Regions from separate parts of the Mus musculus genome. Here regions 1 and 2 are each linked to region 3. Evidence: chromatin contacts called from public Hi-C data. All regions are on one chromosome and are shown on one strand. Each heading gives the region's core, a stretch centred on a gene start, on an enhancer-like site or on the middle of the called end of the contact. The rest is flanking DNA. Distances are from core to core; before and after follow the strand shown. Region 1 holds the start of C1qtnf1 (C1q and tumor necrosis factor related protein 1). Region 2 overlaps Rbfox3 (RNA binding protein, fox-1 homolog (C. elegans) 3). Region 3 overlaps Rbfox3 (RNA binding protein, fox-1 homolog (C. elegans) 3).

The links. Hi-C and Micro-C count contacts between places; a contact is called where the count stands out from the background.
Region 1: a Hi-C map of cortical neurons shows a contact between it and region 3, with 3 times the contacts expected there. The contact joins the promoter of C1qtnf1 here to the enhancer-like site in region 3. A contact is called at or near these places in 6 of 484 Hi-C or Micro-C datasets (cortical neurons and embryonic stem cells), 1 of 115 datasets of contacts at active chromatin or transcription factors (embryonic hindbrain) and 2 of 9 other capture datasets (adipose tissue and pancreatic islet).
Region 2: a Hi-C map of cortical neurons shows a contact between it and region 3, with 2.7 times the contacts expected there. The contact joins two enhancer-like sites. A contact is called at or near these places in 5 of 484 Hi-C or Micro-C datasets (brain, cerebellum, cortical neurons and 2 more), 7 of 115 datasets of contacts at active chromatin or transcription factors (embryonic basal ganglia, embryonic forebrain, embryonic hindbrain and 4 more) and 1 of 9 other capture datasets (pancreatic islet).

The regions. Positions count from the first base shown.
Region 1 is chr11:118,427,206-118,431,730 of GRCm38.p6, forward strand. It overlaps C1qtnf1 (C1q and tumor necrosis factor related protein 1), which reads left to right and starts at 1,252. Exons shown (of 4, transcript NM_001204129.1): 1 at 1,252-1,363. Gm35598 (a long non-coding RNA gene) reads right to left here and starts at 1,156. Exons shown (of 3, transcript XR_880340.2): 1 at 929-1,156.
Region 2 is chr11:118,713,373-118,717,512 of GRCm38.p6, forward strand. The region is part of intron 2 of Rbfox3 (RNA binding protein, fox-1 homolog (C. elegans) 3); the gene reads right to left. Among named protein-coding and RNA genes, the nearest start is that of Gm11750, 70 kb to the right of the region's middle. Within about 2 kb of position 1,654, at least 4 of the 459 cell types and tissues checked have an H3K27ac peak or open chromatin away from gene starts, as enhancers often do. A contact at or near this core is called in cortical neurons, where this site is marked.
Region 3 is chr11:118,567,429-118,571,643 of GRCm38.p6, forward strand. All of the region lies in intron 4 of Rbfox3 (RNA binding protein, fox-1 homolog (C. elegans) 3), which reads right to left. Among named protein-coding and RNA genes, the nearest start is that of Engase, 93 kb to the left of the region's middle. Within about 2 kb of position 2,478, at least 37 of the 459 cell types and tissues checked have an H3K27ac peak or open chromatin away from gene starts, as enhancers often do. A contact at or near this core is called in cortical neurons, where this site is marked.

The DNA.
Region 1 (4,525 bases), core at 2-2,501, 140 kb before region 3:
AGAAAAATGGAGAGAGGGAGAGAAGGGGAAGGGAGAAGGGGGGGAGATGGGGGGAGAGAAAGAGGGAGGAGGGAGAAAGGGGGAGAGGGAGGAGAAAAGAAAGGGGAGAGGAAGAGGGGGAGAAGGGGGGAGAGAGGGGGAGAGGGAGGGGGAGGGAGAAGGCGCTCTCAGAGTCTGATGTCACCAGGGTAGTTTCATATCTCAGTTCAGATCCTCTCTCTTTTAGAGTTGTAATAAGATCCCAGAGCAAGCTTTCTGACTCAGTGTTTGGGGATGGAGGCTAGGAGGGACTGATCTGTAGAAGCCTGGGACATGATCCCCACAGGAGGAGACTCACGAGGGCATGTGTGTAAGATTAAGGAATGTCCAGAGCAGAGTGCTGGCCCAGCACCACACTCCAGGGCTTCACTGGAGGACCTGGACCCTCCAGATGCTGCCTGCCCACCTTTGCCTCATAGGGTTCTCTAGACTCTTAGCAACTGAGTGATCCCCTTCCAATACATACTTGCATGAACACACAACCTGCCATTTTGCTACAAAGGAATCATGGATACCAAATTTACCCTCGGTCCCTGGAGTACAAGTAGCCCTGATGGCAAGGGTCTCAGATGGGACCACTGCTGGGACTCACACACCTAAATCAATGCTCCTACCACCAATTGAGATTCTCTGCCTTTTTGCAGGTCTCTGTCCTGCATGGAATATCCTCGTCCTGGGCTCACAGCCACCTTCACATCTGGAAAGACCTCTAGATAAACAGAAGCGTCCACCTCCATCCCCTTCTAGCCTGTGCCAGCTCCCTGGGGCGTCCAGAAGTAGGGACAGCCAGTCAGCCAGCCAGCCAGCCGGGCACACACACAGTTAATTCTTGGCGGCTGCTGTTTGGATAGAAAGCACTAGGAGCGGTCTAGGCTCCTCCACAACTCACATCTGGCTGGGGTTGGCGCTTTGTATTGGTCCCTCTTTCTTCCTCTCTTCCTCTACTTCTGAGAGAAACCACGTTTCCGTTTCTGGCCAAAGAGACCTTGGAGGCAGCTGAGGAGATAAAGGTGTTGGGACTGCTGTGCCTTGCACCTCCCCCTTTCCTCCTCCTTAAGTGTTTCCCCCTGGGGGACTTTTTTCTCCCTCGGGCTCTCTCTCTCTCTCTCTCTCTCTCTCTCTCTCTCTCTCTCTCTCTCTCTCTCTCTCTCTCTCTCTCTCTCTCCCTCCCTCCCTCTCTCTCTCTCTGCTTTGACACGTCTGTGCTTCCCCTCCTGACCTAGCCTAGAAGGCTCAGCCCCTGGGAGATGCTCTAAGAGACGCCTCCCCGAGAGCCCTGAGAGGCTGGAGGATTTCATTGCACAGCCGGCTCAGCTGGAAGGAGGTAGGTGGCTTGGACAGACCGGGAAGGACTCCCATGCCTCTGAGCTCCGTCTTCGTGGCTTCATCTGGGTGCCCAGGCGTGACTGAGTAGACGCTTTCTCTGGAGTGAGATGTGATGTGGACTTACAGCAAAGGGGCAGACAGAGCAGGGCAGAAGTTTTGGGGACAGCATTGAGTTATTCTTGCTAATTCCCCCTGCACAGATTGGCTGTGCAGAGAGGCAGCTTGTTGGGGCTCCCTGGAGCGTGCAGGGGGCGGGCTCTTTAGCGGGTAGGATGCTGACAGGACCAACTATGCATTCTTCCACTGTTTTGTGGGGTGTCTCTCTTTTACCCGGATGCTCTTTAGAGGGTGTGGAAGGAGAAAGAGCAGCTCTGTTCCCAGCTTGTGCCACCCCATGCCTGTCCGTATCACCTGGGACAGCTAGGATCAGGTCTGTCCCATCTGTCAGTGGTCAGCTGGAACCCCAACACTGAACAGGAAGTGTGGACTCTGGCCCCTTCTTCTAACAGCCTCGCTGTTCCTGGAGGACATCCAGTTTGGGCAGGAAAAAACAAATATCCCTTCTCCTTGGACCTTCCTGGGAAGGAAAAAAGCTGCCTATGGTGCTAAGAGTAGCCCTGAGCTAGGGCTGGCTGCAGACTCTAAGATGCCCCAGGACCTTTGTTCAGCCTGTGTCCACCTAGACTCACAAGTCTGGGCATCTCTGTGGGTGAAGATGTAACTTACAGGTTAACCTGAGTCCCACCCCATCTATTCATGCACCCACCCAGGCTGCTCCCTGCCCTGGAGAGCCTCCTCCCATCCAGCTACTCCTGGCTCCACCCTTGTCTCTGGGAAGGGTGAGAGGGAGCTGCCTCTCCGACTCCTTCTGTTCCTGTGACCTGTTTCTTGGAATGGAGACCACAGAACATGATTCTTCAGCTTTGACAACAGGGTTCGGCATGTGGATCAGACGCAGGGTGTGTAGTGCCTAGCGTGTGAAAGGTCAGGGGTTGCTTCTCCAGTACTGGAAACAGCCACAACCAAATACCAACTTTAATTTTCACGGAATATGTTGGCTCAAGACTGTGAGGCAGAAAGGCTGCGGCTAGCCTGAGCCTAGCCTGAGCCATCCTGAGCCAGACAGCATGGTCTGACAGAGACCATGAGTGAGATGCAGTTTCAAAGTAACCAAAGGAAAATAGAGTGAGATGCAGTTTCAAAGTAACCAAAGGAAAATAGAGTGAGATGCAGTTTCAAAGTAACCAAATGAAAAGGAAAACAACAATGAAAAAAAAAAAAAAAGGAAAAACTGAGAAATGTCATTGGGATCCCCCTGGGAGTGAGTGACGTCCTTAGAAACTGCCGACTCTGCTTTTTATAGTGCAACAACTGTGTGCTGCCTGCACAGGAGTGTGAGAGGAGTTGTGTATTCTCTACCAGGCCCCTCCAGTGCTCACTGGAGAGGAGGGAAACCTGCAGAGGGAACCAGAGGGCTGAGAACAAGGGAACCTCGGTGCCCCCTGTGTCTCACAGCTCTGCCTAAGGACCTACCTGGCCCAGGCCCTGCAGCCTACCAGGAAGCATCCCAGCTAAATAGTGTCTTCCCTCCCCGGGGCTCAACTTGGATTCTCTGCCCAGGCAGGAGACACCAAGCTTTTGAACTGTCCCATCTTATTTCCTAGAAACTCACACTCCCTGCTTGCCCCCCACTGCGGAGAACTCAAAATAGATGTTCTGAGGTTCATGGATAGCCAGGAGCCCCTCCCCCTGGGAGGAGGCAGGCCCTACCGGCTGTCCTGTCCTGGAGGGTGAAGGCAGTGACTGCTCATTCCTGGCTGTAACCTCCCTATTCAGAGCAACCAGCACAGCATTAATTTTTTTCTGAACACACTCCTTTCTGTTATTCTTCCCGGTGCCCGGCCCTCCACCCCCCCCCCTCTTCATAATTAGCATGACTCATAAACCAAGTATTCTGGCATTGAACTTCATCCATCAAAACAAAGATGAAAAGAATTTCGTAGAAACTATGGGTTCACTTGGGACACCCTCACTCACTGTTTCTTACTCACAGGGGGTCAGGCCCTTTGGTGGGTCACAGTTACTAGGGCTGAGGGTGGCTGAGGCTCTAGGGTTTAGGTGAGGTTGAGGTCACAATCTGAAGCCAGAAGGGCAGGTTAATGTCCACTGGAGGATGCAGCCTCTAACTGACCACCACCTTCTCTGGAGAGAAAGGACTTGGGAGCAGCCTGGGCCCTGGCCTTGAAGGTCCCAGGGATATTGGACCAGTGGTGGCTCCTAGGGACTGTTATTTTGTCCAGTTGTAGTCACTGAAAATTTGTCTTCCACTAATGTCAAGTGATCTACATACAGTGCCTGTCTGGATAGGACCCCACCACCTCCCTGACTCATTCATGAGGTACAAGAAACATTCTGGCTTCTCCAGAGAGCAGTTTGCTTAAAGCTAGAGAGTCCCACAGGTGCTAGCGCTGGCTCTGAGGGCCCTGCCCTGGGTCCTTGCCCTGGCAGGACCTCTGATGGGTGACTGCAGTCTTGGAGGCCTTCAGAAGTGGTTCCTCTTTCCCTCCTTCCCAGACAGGAAGGGACATGCTGGATCCCTGCAGGCGAGGTTGGTTTGTGGAGGAACTGGCCTGTGTTCAAGGTGAGACCTCTGAACCTGGAAGGGCACTGTGTCTCAGAGCCCTGGTTAAACAGCAATGGTGTAATACCGGTGCGGCCAGCGGTAGCTCTTCCTGTACTAGCCGGTACCCATTGTGAGACACACACCCTGACCTCACTGGGTAGTGGCAGGGGTTTTGATGCCCCCTCGTCACCACTGACCACTGGGATTCCCAGCCTGCTTCGGAGGACTTTGGGTATCTACAGTCACCTCCTTGGACACCTGCCCAGGCACACCACTGGTACTCCATTCACTGACTGGGCCTCTGTGTCTCACCGTCTTCCTGGCTGAGGTAGGAATTTCCCTTGAAATGAGACAGTTGACCAGGAGACAGCCTGCAGGCCATGAGCCGAAGCCCAGGCATCGGGGATGAGGGAGGAGCCAGGATAGGAGAGTCGTGCAGAGAAGCCAAGCTCCTGGTGCCCAGAGCTAGGCCAGACGTGCTCTGGCTGCTGTGGCTACATGTGGTAGAGAGGCTCGCATCCTACGGCTGCAGCTCCC
Region 2 (4,140 bases), core at 404-2,903, 150 kb after region 3:
GCACAGCTGTGACCCAGGAAGTGATTTCCAGACTATTAGATGACTGATGAACATCCCCCAAAGATGGACATGCCTTGTCCCCTGCTAGGATCCACTAAGGATGGACATGAGGTGGGCATTAGAGTTACCTCTGAAGCTAGAGTGCCTGTGCCAGGCACAGAGTCACATGTTGCAGACAGGGTCTCCAGGGCTAGGAAGCTGGGGAGACTGAGTGGGGAGGAACATCCACTTGATGGTAGGTAACACAAGAAATGTCACTCAGTCTCCCACCAGGAGGCTCTAGAGGGATGAAAAGCCTTTCTGAGGTTGGCATATGCAGAAGGAACCAACCCTTGGCTGACATTTTAGGTGCATATGCAGAAGACCCAGAGCATTCCCACAAGAGCAGACATGTTGTGACCAGAGAAGCCCAGGATAGTAGTAACTGCAGTATCCAGGGGCAGGCTAGCATTTGCCAGACTTTTCCATAAGATACTGACTCTATACACAGAGATGGAGGCATGGCCACGTCTCACCTCACCTGAGCCTGGCACCAATGGAATGAAAAGTCATTTCAGGCTACCTCTTCTCCACCCCACCCCCAGCTCATACTCCAGACCCAGGCTCTCCTGGGCTTTCCCTAAAAACCCATGTGTACAGCATGCCCAAGCAAGACTCAGTCACCCTTTCCTGTCCCTGTTCTCACCTCCCTAGGGGCTCTCTGCAAACAGTACCCTTTCTCCAAGTCACTCAGCTCGAGATCTGGACGTCACCAATCTGTTTCCCCGTTACCAGAAATTCAAACACCAGCATAGCCACGGGAGCTCCACAGCACACCGGCACCTCTGAGATGGAACCCAGAGCAAAACAGACAGTAGGGAACAGGAGAATAAAGCATAAAGTAAGACCAACAGGATTTAATACACTGAAGATTGGGGACCCGCGGAGGCTTGTCTTGTGTTTTCTGTGGAGGACCTTGACCACACCCCTCTTCCCTGAGCGCACTTATTCCTTCTTTGCACATGTGTGCACGCATCTTATCTCTGAAGGAATTTTTAGCCCCTGGGTCCTTTTAACCCCTTTCAAAGCAATCACACTGGCTCCTGTTACTCTCTCATCCTGATACGAACAAACTCATGGTTCCAGCAGAGGTTCAAGGCCACCGTTGCTCCCAGGAAGCAGGAAGAATGACGTCCGCTTGGAAGGTAAGAGGACAGACTCTGCGTGGAGATCTACTGGGAGCAAATGAAGGAGAGAGCTGTCTGGGCAGCAAGAACCGCAAAACGGAACCGTTAAAGAATAAAACTCATTAAATGCTCGTGATAACACTTTATTTTAATGGTACATTTAATTCATACTTAATTCCAGCGGTGCTCTAGCGCGGCCCCGGTGCTCCCACACGCACGCCAGATAAATGGATTATAGCAAGCGAGCAGACAATGGGTACCCGCCGAAGCCAGCTCCTCGGCAGCAGGTGAAAAATGTCTGAGCAGAATATATTTCCCATGTATGAACCAGCGGCACATTTGACAACACCTTCTGCAGAAATAAAGCTAAAGGAACAGATCTTCCCCACCCCTGACAACGCGGATTAAACAGTTCTACCCTATGCTCCGCTTACGACTCAGAGCTGAGTTAGAACTCCTTGGACTCTCTGTAAAGGGAGCAGAAGCTCTGGGCTGCAGAGCCTGCCAAGGTAAACACGGGGAGCTAGAAAGAGGGCTACAGCCTCACCTCCAGGAGCCCTGTCACCATGGAGATGGGAACCTTCTGGGTACCACCCTCTTGCACCCGAGAGCCTCGGCATCACTGAATGCCACACAGTTCTGCACAGCACAACCCTGATCAGGACCAACATGAGGACAGCGGCAAACAAGGCAACCCCATCTCTCAGTAACACCCCAGAGTGGCTTGGATGAGCTGCAGGCTCTCCTGCTTAGTCTGAAAAGGAGCCAGGCTGAACTATGCCCCTGTGCCAACTCGGTGTGGTGGAAAGCACTGAGGTACAGCTTAAAGGTCCAACAGCCCAAGCACCACCCACACTAGCTAGATAGCTGATGGACAGGAGGAAGCCTTGTAAGGAGTCTGCTATCCAAGCTGGGACCAGGTACAACACGTGTCCAGTACTGGACAAGCACTGTCCAGGTACAGCGGATGTCTCACCCAGCCCAGGGTACATTGTGAAGTGCACTGCACAGCCTGTGCTTCCCTGTCAGCAGTGGGAGGTCTTGGCTCTTCTTTTCCTAAGGTCTCCCTCCCACACCGTCAGATTATGTATTTGATTTTAAAGGACTGACTGGGTGTGGACTCTGGTGGCTAAAACCTGCTCTGAAAGGGAGCCATGCTTGTGTAGCATAGAGTGCCAACGTCACACCTCAATCTTTCAAAGTCAGGGTCCCCAGAGCCTGAGAAATCAAAGCATCATGAATAGAGTACCACTCTGCAGCTCCAACCGTCTGCAGGGGGCAGAGCCTGGCCCTAACATTGCAAAGCTTTATTGATGTCTCCCTTGCAAGCAGTCGATACTGGCCTGCTGCACCAGCGCCTGGCACCTGCTCAAGTAAAGCAGGACGGATGCAGGGACCCGGTGTGACAGAGGAGCTGGCCTGGGTCACCACCCCAGGGACAGCCTTGCTGTAGTGGACAACATGACTACCCACCCAGATCCTTCATGGAGGGGCGCTCCACACCAGCAGTGGGAACCGGATTTGGTTGGCATTTCTCGCTAAGCCCTTCCCTGGGCATTGTGCTTGCAAAAAACATTTGCTTACAAAGTTTAGGGTAACCATTTCCCATGACAGGTGAGTGAGAGGGCGTGTAGGCTGCACTCTCGCTCCTTCTGTCTCCAGAGCTCCCACAGAGCATCCTCTGTGTCCAGTGTTGTGATATTACTGCAGAACCCTTCCTTTCTTCCTGATTCTGCTGCCTGGCAGGCATGGTCTCAGGCCACCTCCTGTGAAGCAGCTCCCTGTAGGAGCTGAACCCATACAGGCCCCCTTCCTATAACTCCTCCCCTTCCTCCTCCCGCCCCCCCCCCCCCCCCCGTTCCTCTCCTATCTCCTGAGTTTCACCTCCAGCTTAACCCCTGTTTCTCATTCCTGTTGGGAGACCTGTGTACTTGTTTGCCAATGCCTTAGGAGTTCCATGAAAGGGCTCTAGACTACCACACTAGGAGGGACACAGAAGGCTCACACCAAACAGAAGGCAGCACTTTTCCCTGACTCAGGGCCTAGGCTGTGCTGGTAAGATTTACCCAGCATGCATAACTCACCATGTCTTCCACCTTCCTGCCCCACAATCTGGGGGAAACGGGTGGTCCTCACCTTCCTTGCTCCCTCCACGGAGTAGAAGCAGGATAAATGCTCACGTCGTTGGGTGGGACAAGACACTCTTCCTAGGAGTCTCAGCAGCACCCTAGACTCTTGTGGGCAGCACATGGTGCAGGAGTAGCCCACCTAGGGAGACACTGTCAGCCAGCCATCCCTATGAAATCAGGCCCCTGTGAGTTGCCAGTGAATATCCACTGCAGGTGGCTTCCTGCTGCCCGTTGCTGGTACTTATGGACCTGGCTTCCATACAGGGGGAGGAAGAATTACCCACAGTCACAGTCTCACACACACAGCACAGGTGTGGAGGCGCCTGGAATTCCTGCAGGAGCGGCTTGCCTCATCGAGATTAGTCCCCGGTGCAATCTGAGCTCATTTCCTATGAATGAGGAACGTGGGACAAAGCACGCTGCCTGTCCTCTGAGGTTCTAGCGATGCTGATTTCGGTTTGTTATTTTAACTCTCTTTATTTTTTAGATTTGTGTTCATGAGTGTTTTGCCTGCATGTATCTAAGTACCCCATGGAGGCAAGAAGAGGGTGTCCAGTTCTTGGAAATGGACTTACAGGGAGTTGTGAGGTGCCACATGTATGCTAGAGACCAAACCCAGGTTCTCAGCAAGAGCCATCTTAAACACTGGGCCATCTTTAGCCTGTATCAGTGCTCTTGAATAGCATCCCTTTCCCAGCCTGCCTTGGTCTCCAGAACTGTTGCCTCTTCCATAATCAGGGGAAGCCACAAAGACAGGAGTGCTCCACATGGGAAGGGGGAGATTTCCCTGTCTGGACTTCACAAAGCTGTCCCTGTCCAGTATGGGGTTATGGGGCCCAGGAAGC
Region 3 (4,215 bases), core at 1,228-3,727:
TCTGGTTAGCTACACTGCAACCCTTGCTGGTGGATTAACCTCCACCCAAAGCGCACGTCTGACCCACCGAGCCAACGGTCAAGCTCCGAGCCTTTCTTCATCTCACCTCGTCTCTTGCATCCCGAGGAGGGTGCTCAAGGAAGACACAGGTGAGTTCCGCGAGGCCTCTTGCCCAAGACAGCACAACCACTAAGCAAGCCATGGACCTTTACTTCAAACCCTTCACACGGATCCTCTTCCCCTATCCTGGGGTTCTGATGCCAGGGGTGTCCAGGTTGTTCCTGCCCACGGCAGCTGGGTGCGAGGAGGAGGGGCAATCCTTGCACCTTCAAGTGGTCTCATCCGACCGACAGAAGCACACACACGTTATCTGGCCACATTACAGAGTCTCCAAATGACCCGGGTGTTGCTGGGAATTCAGAAGGCTTAGAAAGCTGCCCATTGAGGACCCTCACTGAGCTCTGACTCTGGGGATGACGTGGTGAACTGGCCGGTGGGTCTGAGGCTCTCAGAGGCTCTTGTGTTACAATCCAGGAAGCCTCAAATGTCACAGGTGGTCCTAGGAAGGTGAGACCCAGAGCCCAAGGCTCTGGCAATAGGCCACCTTCTGTTCCTAATCACTGTGCAGGCTCCTGTCTCTCCCTCTGCAGCGGCCAAGATGTTTGGTAATCCTTAGCGCAGACAAGGGACCCTGGTGCATGGGTGGCCCAGATGCTCAGCAGCCCAGGGTTGATAGCCCTGGGTCAGGTTCTGGGGGGTCTATCTTTACCATATTCATGTTTTCTCTTACACAACCTCCTGAGATTCCCTGGAGAGTTAATGGAGGGGCATGACAGATAAGCGCTCCTCCTACCCAAAATGACTAGCCTGAGTCTCCACAAAACCTCCAATGGAGGCCAAGAAATAAACCTCTTCATTTCCAGTCAGCTGTGCACCCAGCTGCTGTTTCTTCATAGTCTGATCCTGACTCTGACCCTAACCAGCTTCTTGTGTGGGCACCCTGTCCCTCAGCCTCTCTCCTTCACACTAGCCCACTTCAGAAGGGGGTCCTATGGGAACCCTCTAACTGGGCTGAGCAAAGGAACAGAGACAGACAGCCGGAAGTTCTTAGGATCTCAGGCCTCCCCCTAGAAGCTACCCATTTATGTGGGTATACCAGAGGGCTGAGGTGTGAATTCACAACAGGGTAGCCCCAAGAGCATGGGGAGACAGGCCAGAGGTGTGGGCAGCCCTGGTGGGTGAGGCCAGAGTACTGCAGCCTCAGGACAGCTGTGGCCAAGCTGGCACCCAGAATCTTAACCTGGAGGGCCTGAGGGAGCCCAGGGAATCCCCTTTCTCTCCCTAGTGCAGGCCTGGCGCCCCCACCCCCCCATCCCGCACGGATTCCGCATTGGGTGGGATCGCAGGACCCCGCCCCCTGCGCCTCTGGCCAGCTGGCAGGCGGAAGCTGAGACTCTGCGCGCACCTCCCTAGGGGGCATCCTGGGGATGTAGGGGCTCCTAACCGCATGGTTTACTGTCCCTAAAAGCCTGCCAGCCTGAGATTCCTGCCCAGTAGACTGAAAAAGTCCAGCACAAGCCCCCTCCTGAGTCTGAGCTTCAAGGCCTAGCTTCTCTGTCCCACAGGCAGGTGGCCTGCCTCCCCAGAGGCCCGGTGCGCGGTCCGCGCTGCAGCACAGCCGTGCTCCCCAGCCGCCACCTCCCCGCGGCCCCTGGGCTTGCGCGACTCGGCCGAGAAAGGAGCCTGGCTACCCGTCTCCGAGTCCTCCGCGTCTCGGCACGAAGTTCCCCAAAGTAACCGGGTGTCCAGAACCCCTGCATCCTACCTTTGGGCTTCCCCCGAGACTCCGCCCGCCGCCCCCTCCCGCGCCTTTGAAAAAGTTGCGAGCGAAGCCCCAAACTACAGTCAGCCCCCCGACCCGGTACCGCTCGCGCCCCAGGCGCCCCCACGCTCCTCTGCCACTCAGGGGCGCAGTTCCCCCAACCCCAGCCCGGGCGCCATGACGCGAGGAGAGTCGCGGGGCCACCAGCGGCGGCGCGGAGGCGGCCAAGTGCGGGGCGTGGGCGGCGGCGCGGGGCGCACGTGCGCGGGACCGGGGGGCGCTCGGGCCGGGGGCGCTTACCTGTTGGAGGTAGAGGAAAGCGGGCGGGCATGGCACGGAGTGCGGGAGCATGCTGCCGGAGTTGGACAGCAGGAGGCAGCCCGAGTTCGCCATGGAGCACAGCATGGGGCGTCAGGGGGGCGCCCGGCGGCCGAGGCGGCTCTGCGCTCGCTGCGTCCCTCGGTGTGTGCGCGCGCCCTGCCTCCCGGGCGCCCTCCCGGTCTCTCCTCCTCCGGGCCTCCCCTCCCCCGCTTGGCGCTCGTTAGGAGGGAGGCATGGAAAGGGGAGCGGCGCGCCTCTGCCAGGGGCTGCCCCTGTCCGGGGCGGGGAGGCTTGAGAGCGCGCGCGAGAAGATGGAAAGAGGATGGATGCGCTGCGCGAGAGGATGGATGCGGGGAGAGGGGAGCCAGTCACTTTGGAGCCACCGGAGCCCTGTCTGCAAAGAGTGGTGCGTGTGCGTGTGTGAGTGTGCGCGTGTGCGCGCGTGTGTAGCGGTGGGAGGGGGAGTCCCTGGCGTACTCCAACATCAAACGGAGCCCCGCGCTTGGGGGAGAGAACCCGGCCTACGGCACCACTGCCGGTCCCGCACTTAACCCCTCGCCCGCCGTCCTGCGCCGGGCCGCTAGCCCTAGAACCCCTCCCGCGGGCCCTGCGCTCCCCTCCTCTGCCGGCGCGCAGCCTCTGCTCCCGGCGGCGGTAGGGTCTGGGACCTCCGTTGGCCCCCGATGGTCTAGGCTGCGGTGGAGAGGACAGTCTCTGCGGCCCACCGACCGGAAGGCGCTCGTTCTGCCTGCTTCAGAGAAGCGCCTCTCCTGAGGGAGGCCGGCTCCGCGGCGGGGAAGTCGGTGATGTAATGAGGGCATCTACGCAGAGGCTTCCGTGCTGGGAAGGCTTTTCCAGCTGCTCAGTGCCCAGAAGCCCAGCCAGAGCCCTCCGAGAGTCTCTCTTGCCCCTCTGTTGGCCTCTAGGCCCCATGAGACACCTCAACAGCCTGCCGCAGGCTTAGAATCCTGTGGATACTTAATATGGGGGTGGGCAACGAGGAACAGTGGCCATCGGGTACCCTTCCTGCCCCATCGTCAAATGTGCTGAATTTGGTGTGCACACTCCAGGCCTCAGAGATCACAGCACCCACTTTTTGGCTTCAGGCAGTGCTGGACAGAGGCCTTGGTTTGCCCCTCATAGCACCACTGCAGCCTGCCCGCATACACCCGCAGCTTTACAGCCACACACATCCGGGCCTGCGCCCCTCACATTCAGTTTTACCAAGACAAGCCACAGGTGAGCCCAGCTCCGAGTGAACTGTCTCCCACTGCCACTGTGAGAGGCAGCCCCAGGGGGCACGTGCACAGCCTCGCAGCCTACTGACATATACCACGTCCAAGAAGGGGCACCGCCAGGTACCACGTACAGCGGCTGTGGAACTCGGCTGCTGTGGAACTCAACAGCTTTACCCAGGCTCTGCCCTTGGAAGATGACTGGCTTGCTAGTTTACATGGGGTCCTCTAAAATGTTGTGTGAGCTCACTGAAGTTGTTTGTTGTCCCTGGGCTTCCCCCCCCCCCCTTTCAGACTTAGAGGTCAGGTCGGTTGATTATCGCCCCTACTGTGTAGCACATGGAGGACCGGTGTCAGAAGATGCATGGCTGAGTGTGGTCTCCCTCCAGGCACTGCCTGGGAAGTGACATTGCACAACTTGGATGGCCTCTTGTCAGGCATCCCTGACCCCCACACTCACTGCTACACACCCTGCAATTGACCTTCCCCTGAGAAGGAAGACTGGGAGGAGAGTAGCCAGGCAGCAGAGAGACCAGAGACAGGCAGCTGGTGGCTTACATTCACCTCCCCTTTCTCTTGCATTTCTCTGGAATGCTTTTGGGGTAGCTTAGGCGGAATGTGGGTTATGGACGTTCTCAGGCCACTTTTGTCTTCGTCAAGGGATAGGTCACTGTTTTGATCTCCCAGGCCTGGATAGTGGCAGGATAGCCTCAGCACCAAGGACTGGCACCTCTAGGGCATGATGCTTACAGCCACTTCTGTGAGCTGAGACCTTGGAGGCTGCCCCGCTGCTGATGCAGTGCCTAGAGTGGGTTTGGCTATTTCAGGACGATATAC